Linked DNA regions of Sus scrofa: region 1 is linked to region 2. A link is a contact called in public Hi-C data. All regions are on one chromosome and are shown on one strand. Each heading gives the region's core, a stretch centred on a gene start, on an enhancer-like site or on the middle of the called end of the contact. The rest is flanking DNA. Distances are from core to core; before and after follow the strand shown.

Region 1 (2,700 bases), core at 15-2,514, 55 kb before region 2:
CTTGTTTATGGAAAATATTTGATGACTAAATTAGTCCCCAGCTCAGTTATTTTTCATCGCAGAAAGGAACTATAATCAAATCTACAATAAATCAAACCGGGATTGTAATCAGGGATTGAATTTTTAAAGTTTTTTTGTTAATGTAAAATGTTCAGAGTAATTTTTACCTTTGCCAACCAAGGTTGTTTCTATTTCCTCCTCCTCCTACTATTTTGAGATTTTTCTGAGATTCTCTCTACTGTCTTCATTTTAGCCCCAACTATGGCACTGCTTCTGTAGTAATTAGGTAACCACAGTTAAGAGGCTGAACTTCTCAATGTCATCATCTTTGATAGTAAAATGGCACTAGGGCTCCAAACTGAGCTCCCAAGATCATGTCATGTAATGTATCAATCATTATGGATATCTAGTTGTTGGATGTCACTAGCTTTTAGTGGCCTGATGCTTGTAGGCAATTAACAGTTCTTCTACCCAGGGTGTGGTCTAATTGAGTCTACAGTAGAATCCAAATGAATGTGTCATAGGGATGAGAATGGCTGTGTGGACAGAGAGGCCTTTGGGGAACTGACTGGGGAAAAAGTACTTACTGGGCATAAAACATGACTGTTTGGTGGGCACAGGCTAGAAACAAAGAGAAAGAAGAATAGTTGTGACCTCCAATAAAATGAATTCTGTTCTTCTTTATCCCTTCCATAGAATCAAAAAGGGTTACAGACCTGCTTTCACAAATGGTAAAGTTTCAGGTAAATAGTCAACAGTTATAGAAAGGTGCCATAACTTTAATCCTTCAAAGATAGCACCTGTAATAAATCATACACTGAGGGTCTAGAGACTGACTGTTATCATCAAGGAGCCAGCATTTTATGGGTGACATCAAACAAGACAGTGGGGCAACCCCAAAGCCTGAATCAAGAATCAGCATGCACTTCCAAGAAAGAGAGAAGTTCTTTTTGGGTTTTTTTCCACAGAGATGATTTTTAAAAAATCAGTGTGAATTTAATGTTGGCTACATGGGTACCATATAATATATTGTAACACATAAGTGTATTCTATTATCTAATATAGTCTTACCCAAGAACATGGAATAAATTCTTAAGGAATTCTGTAAGTGTAGAGCATTGAGCAGAAGTATAGAGTCTTGGAGGTGTGCTATTATGGGATAAATATTACTTGGGGAATTAAAAGGCACTGGAGCAGTGAGCTCCGTACTTAGTGCCGTCATCAAAGCTGATTGCAGTGTATTGCTGCCAACAGACCTCTCCACACCAGCAGGTGCCAGGCACCGAGAGCACCGCTCCCTCAGACATTGACCCCGTGTTAGGGAAAACGCTGACGCGCTATGTTTACTCCAGGAACGAACAGGGAGGCTAATGCCCTACTCCCCAAGGAGCAGCCCACGTACCATAAAGGTTTTATAGCTGTTCAAGTTAGACTTCAGGTTCATTCTTTCCAGATTCATTCACAGGGAGGGAGGAAGCGAGGGAGGGGATGGTAACAGTAGGGCAATGTTTAACTCAACAGATTCCAGTGTCTTAGTGGTGAAGATGATCAAACCCCCAACTCCCCACCCTGTTGGCTCTCCAAACAGAAAACGTCAAGGGTGGGCACCCTGCCAGATGTTCCAGCCAGCAGCTGAACTGAAACAGACCTGCCCCGGGAAGGGAGAGAGAGAAATAGAGCCAAGGAAACCTAAGAAGGAAAGAAGGGCAAACTACTCTTATAACTTTGCTGCCGGCCCCTCTAAGTGTTTGTTAAAGTGATAATTAGAACATATCTGAAATGTTATTGCTATTGCTATTATTTCAGTTCTATTAGCTAAAATTTATTATGTATCAGACACCAGGTTAAGTGTTTGCATGCACCTTCTTATCTGCTCTGCTAACCCTATGAACAAGGTTCTATTATTATCTCCATTTTATTTTATTTTAATTTATTAAAGTATAGTTGATTTACAAGTTCTTCAAGTTCTGTTGTACAGCAAAGTGGCCCAATCACACACAGTTCCCTGTGCTGTACAGTAGGGCCCCATTGCCTATCCATTCCAAACACAACATACTATCTCCATTTTATAAAAGAAAAAAACTGAGGTTGAATAATTTTCTATTTAATGGAAGAGTTTGAAGGTAGGTTTGTTCAATATGATTAAAACTGGAGGTGCGTGGTATCAAGAGTCAAGAAACAGTGCTTATTACAGTTGCTTTAAGGGAGTTCCCGTTGTGGTGCAGCGGAAACAAACCCGACTAGGAACCATAAGATTGTGGGTTTGATCCCTGGCCTCGCTCAGTGGGGATCCGGCATTGATGTGAGCAGATGTGGCTGGGATCCAGTGTTGCTGTGGCTGTGGCATAGGCTGGCGGCTACAGCTCCAATTTGACTCCTAGCCTGGGAACCTCCATATATGGCCATGGGTGCGGCCCTAAAAAGAAAAAAAGAAAAAAAAAAAGTTGCTTTAAGTCGTAGGTCTTCTGGATGGAAAGAAGTCAATCTTTTGGCTACCAAGTGCTTTACACATTATTTCTTTTTTTTTTCTTTTTTTCCTGTAGAGTAGGTATTAATTTTCCTGTTTTAAGTAGAGTCAGGAAATAAGTTTAGGTTTGCTTAAACCCAAAGCCTCCCTGTTTTTACTGGGAGGAAAAGGAAATGGGAAGGAATCTATTTTCAGTGGAAATGGTGGGGTGATGCATGCCACGAGGGGCCACA
Region 2 (2,700 bases), core at 199-2,698:
GGGGTTTCCAATCAAAGCTAGTCATAATGAAAGCTGTCTTGGAAGTTCTAGAAGGGAGCAACAGTGACAAGTAAACAGATTTCCGGATACCATTCGTGTCTAACAGCAGTGCTGCTCTCCTCCTGCATGAGCTTGGGACTTCTGCTGCTTTCAGGTTGGACCCTAAGGAAGAGCAGCCTACACTCACTTATGTCTCCAAGTAAGCCGGGGTACTTGATATCTGGAATCAAGACAGTGTCCTCATTATAATGCGACCATTAGAGAATACAACAAAAAAGTTGGACTGTTTCTTGACAAATACAAGTACATGAATAGTATACATTTTCTTCCCTGACTCTTTTTCTTTTTTTTCTTTTTACTACGTATTATTATCGAATGGTAGAATTTTAATTTTACTCTGCAGATTAATCATTAGTATATCTTTTGTTATTTCATCATGTAACCAAAGTCATGTTGCTTTTGTTTCTTTTTTTTGGACTTAGTGAACAGCCAAGTAATATTTTTCTAATTAATAAGCTTGTTATTCAATTACAGAAAGCTCCCCTCAATGAATGTTACATCCAAGCGTAAGTTAAAAAAGTAATATTTGAAGTAAGATTTAAGATGTAGCAATTGTACCAGGTGCCGTATATTAGGTGTTCCATTTAATCCTCACAATAACTCTCAAGTATGAATATTTCCCATATCTATGTAAGAAAGTAGGCTCAGAGAGATCTTCCCAGGTCTCACAGTGAGTAAGTGTAAAAGCTGCTGCTGGAGCTGAGCTTACTCTAACCCCAAAGTCGGAGTTCTTTCTACTTCACCATATGCTGAGATTGTACTGGAAGTCTAGAAAGCCAGAGCAAGAGACCTTTTCACTGGCTCACACGACATAGTTTGCAAGGGCCAGTCTGTGGACATGTGAAAGCAGTTATCTCCAAAGTCTCAGAGGGTTGAGCAGACACAGACAGGCAAAGGCACCAGGGTTAGGCACAAACTGTGTCATTTACAGGGGGCAAAGGAAAGTTCTAGTAGTTCCATAGGATGGAATGGTACTACAAACTCCATAGCTGGCCAAAGACTAATTTGGGGCAATTTCTATGCAGAATAGTAATGAGGAAAGGAGGCTAGGACCCCAGTTTGAGCACAGAATGGAGGGCTGGGAAGCATATGGGATTTGGACTTGAGTTCTAGTTCTACCCTTGAGCTGGTGACCTTGAGAAGTAAAAAAGTTCTCTCTGTTCTTTGTTTTTGATCCCCATTGGTAAAGTAGGGCTGCTGCTTCACAAGGTTTTGGTGATGGACTCATACAGGAATATACATAAAGGCACACGGAGGAAACTATACAGCCCTGAGCATATTTTTGTTATTATTCTGTTACAAACTGCATCCTGTTTACTCCAAATCACTGGGCAGCAGTCTCCATGCAGCCCTCTGGCTGCAGCTGGCAAGTCGAGGCAAGTCCCTTGTGGTTTCTGTCACTTTGCCCTCTCTGGGGACATTTCCATGACTGCCAGCTCAGCTAAATTGATTGACTCTATCACCCAAAGGCTGGTAAAGGTGACCTTTGGTTCTCCTGAGAATCCCGTGCCCCTGTTTTTCTGAGGAAACTCCCTTTGACCTCCTATTCCTCTGGCTTCCCTTCCCGCCGCTGTTGGTGGCTTCTGTCCAAGACCTTCCGTTGGAGGTGAGGGGTGGGTGCCCTGGCCACGTGGGTGAGAGAGAGAATGGAATGGCAGGAGGAGAGGAGAGAGGATGTCATCCTACGGCTGCCTCTCCCAGGTCTATGGGGTGTGGTTTCCACCCAGAGCCAGCAGCCAGAGTCCACGGAATGAAGTATATTGAAGTCATTCGGCTTTGAAGACTTCCTGTATACTTCTAAGCTGCCCATGACATCATTTCGCTGGGCGGCTCAGAACAATAGGCGGGGGAGGGCTGAGACAAACCAAAGCCACCAAGCGCCAAGAACAGAGTGAGAGGTTGAAACAGAAACTGCCACAGTCGATGTGGACATTCCCCAACTAACTGGGAAAGAACTGGCCCCTAAGTTTTCAAAGATGGCCCCTTGGCCTACCAGCCCCCACACACCCACGCGGAGCCCTGACCTCTCTCTGTGGAACAACAACAGCAGACACACAGGGAAAGTCATGTGACTTCCAAACGGTTCATCCATCCAAGTTCAATAAATTAGCAGCCAAAAATTTTAATCAGATATTTAATCTTTCCTCCCTGTAAGGGAGATTGAGTGTTTACTGTGGCTCCAGGCCAGGTTAATCTCAGAGAAGAAAGATTGCGGGCGGCGTGTCCTTGGTGCTAGAAGGCCCTGAAGAAGTCACTTTTGCCTGTTGAGCCCTCCTCAGCCAGTAACAAGGTTAGCCCTTGTCTTTTGTAATTCTGCAGCCCTGTATCAGGGCTGACCAGTGACCAGACGAGGGATTTCCATATCTTATAGACACATTCAGTGAGAACAAACCAAATCAATAATCAATACAGGGTCAGTCTTGTGTGGTGGCTGTTCTGTGACTCCTGTCCATCTCCCTTCCTCCCTGACCTCTTCTGCTCACCTTCTCTGGGCCCTCCTGAAGCCAGAGTTGTCCCAGGAAAGAGAAGGGCTGGAGGGAATTCTGCTAGAAAGCTCCTAACTTTGGTAGCAGGACTTACCTAGTTTACAAATAATTAACTGTTATCTACGTTGCTGACTATGGTTGAAATATAGTAATT

What was found. A called contact is a pair of places that touch in the nucleus more often than the background predicts.
Region 1: a contact with region 2 is called in a Hi-C map of liver, with 2.5 times the contacts expected there. The contact joins two enhancer-like sites. A contact is called at or near these places in 1 of 5 promoter capture datasets (liver) and 2 of 47 Hi-C or Micro-C datasets (liver and skeletal muscle).

The regions. Positions count from the first base shown.
Region 1 is chr6:107,753,050-107,755,749 of Sscrofa11.1, reverse strand. The region is part of intron 2 of LOC106510680 (a long non-coding RNA gene); the gene reads left to right. Among named protein-coding and RNA genes, the nearest start is that of RBBP8, 170 kb to the left of the region's middle. Within about 2 kb of position 1,264, at least 27 of the 83 cell types and tissues checked have an H3K27ac peak or open chromatin away from gene starts, as enhancers often do. A contact at or near this core is called in liver, where this site is marked.
Region 2 is chr6:107,698,664-107,701,363 of Sscrofa11.1, reverse strand. The region is part of intron 3 of LOC106510680 (a long non-coding RNA gene); the gene reads left to right. Among named protein-coding and RNA genes, the nearest start is that of RBBP8, 220 kb to the left of the region's middle. Within about 2 kb of position 1,448, at least 30 of the 83 cell types and tissues checked have an H3K27ac peak or open chromatin away from gene starts, as enhancers often do. A contact at or near this core is called in liver, where this site is marked.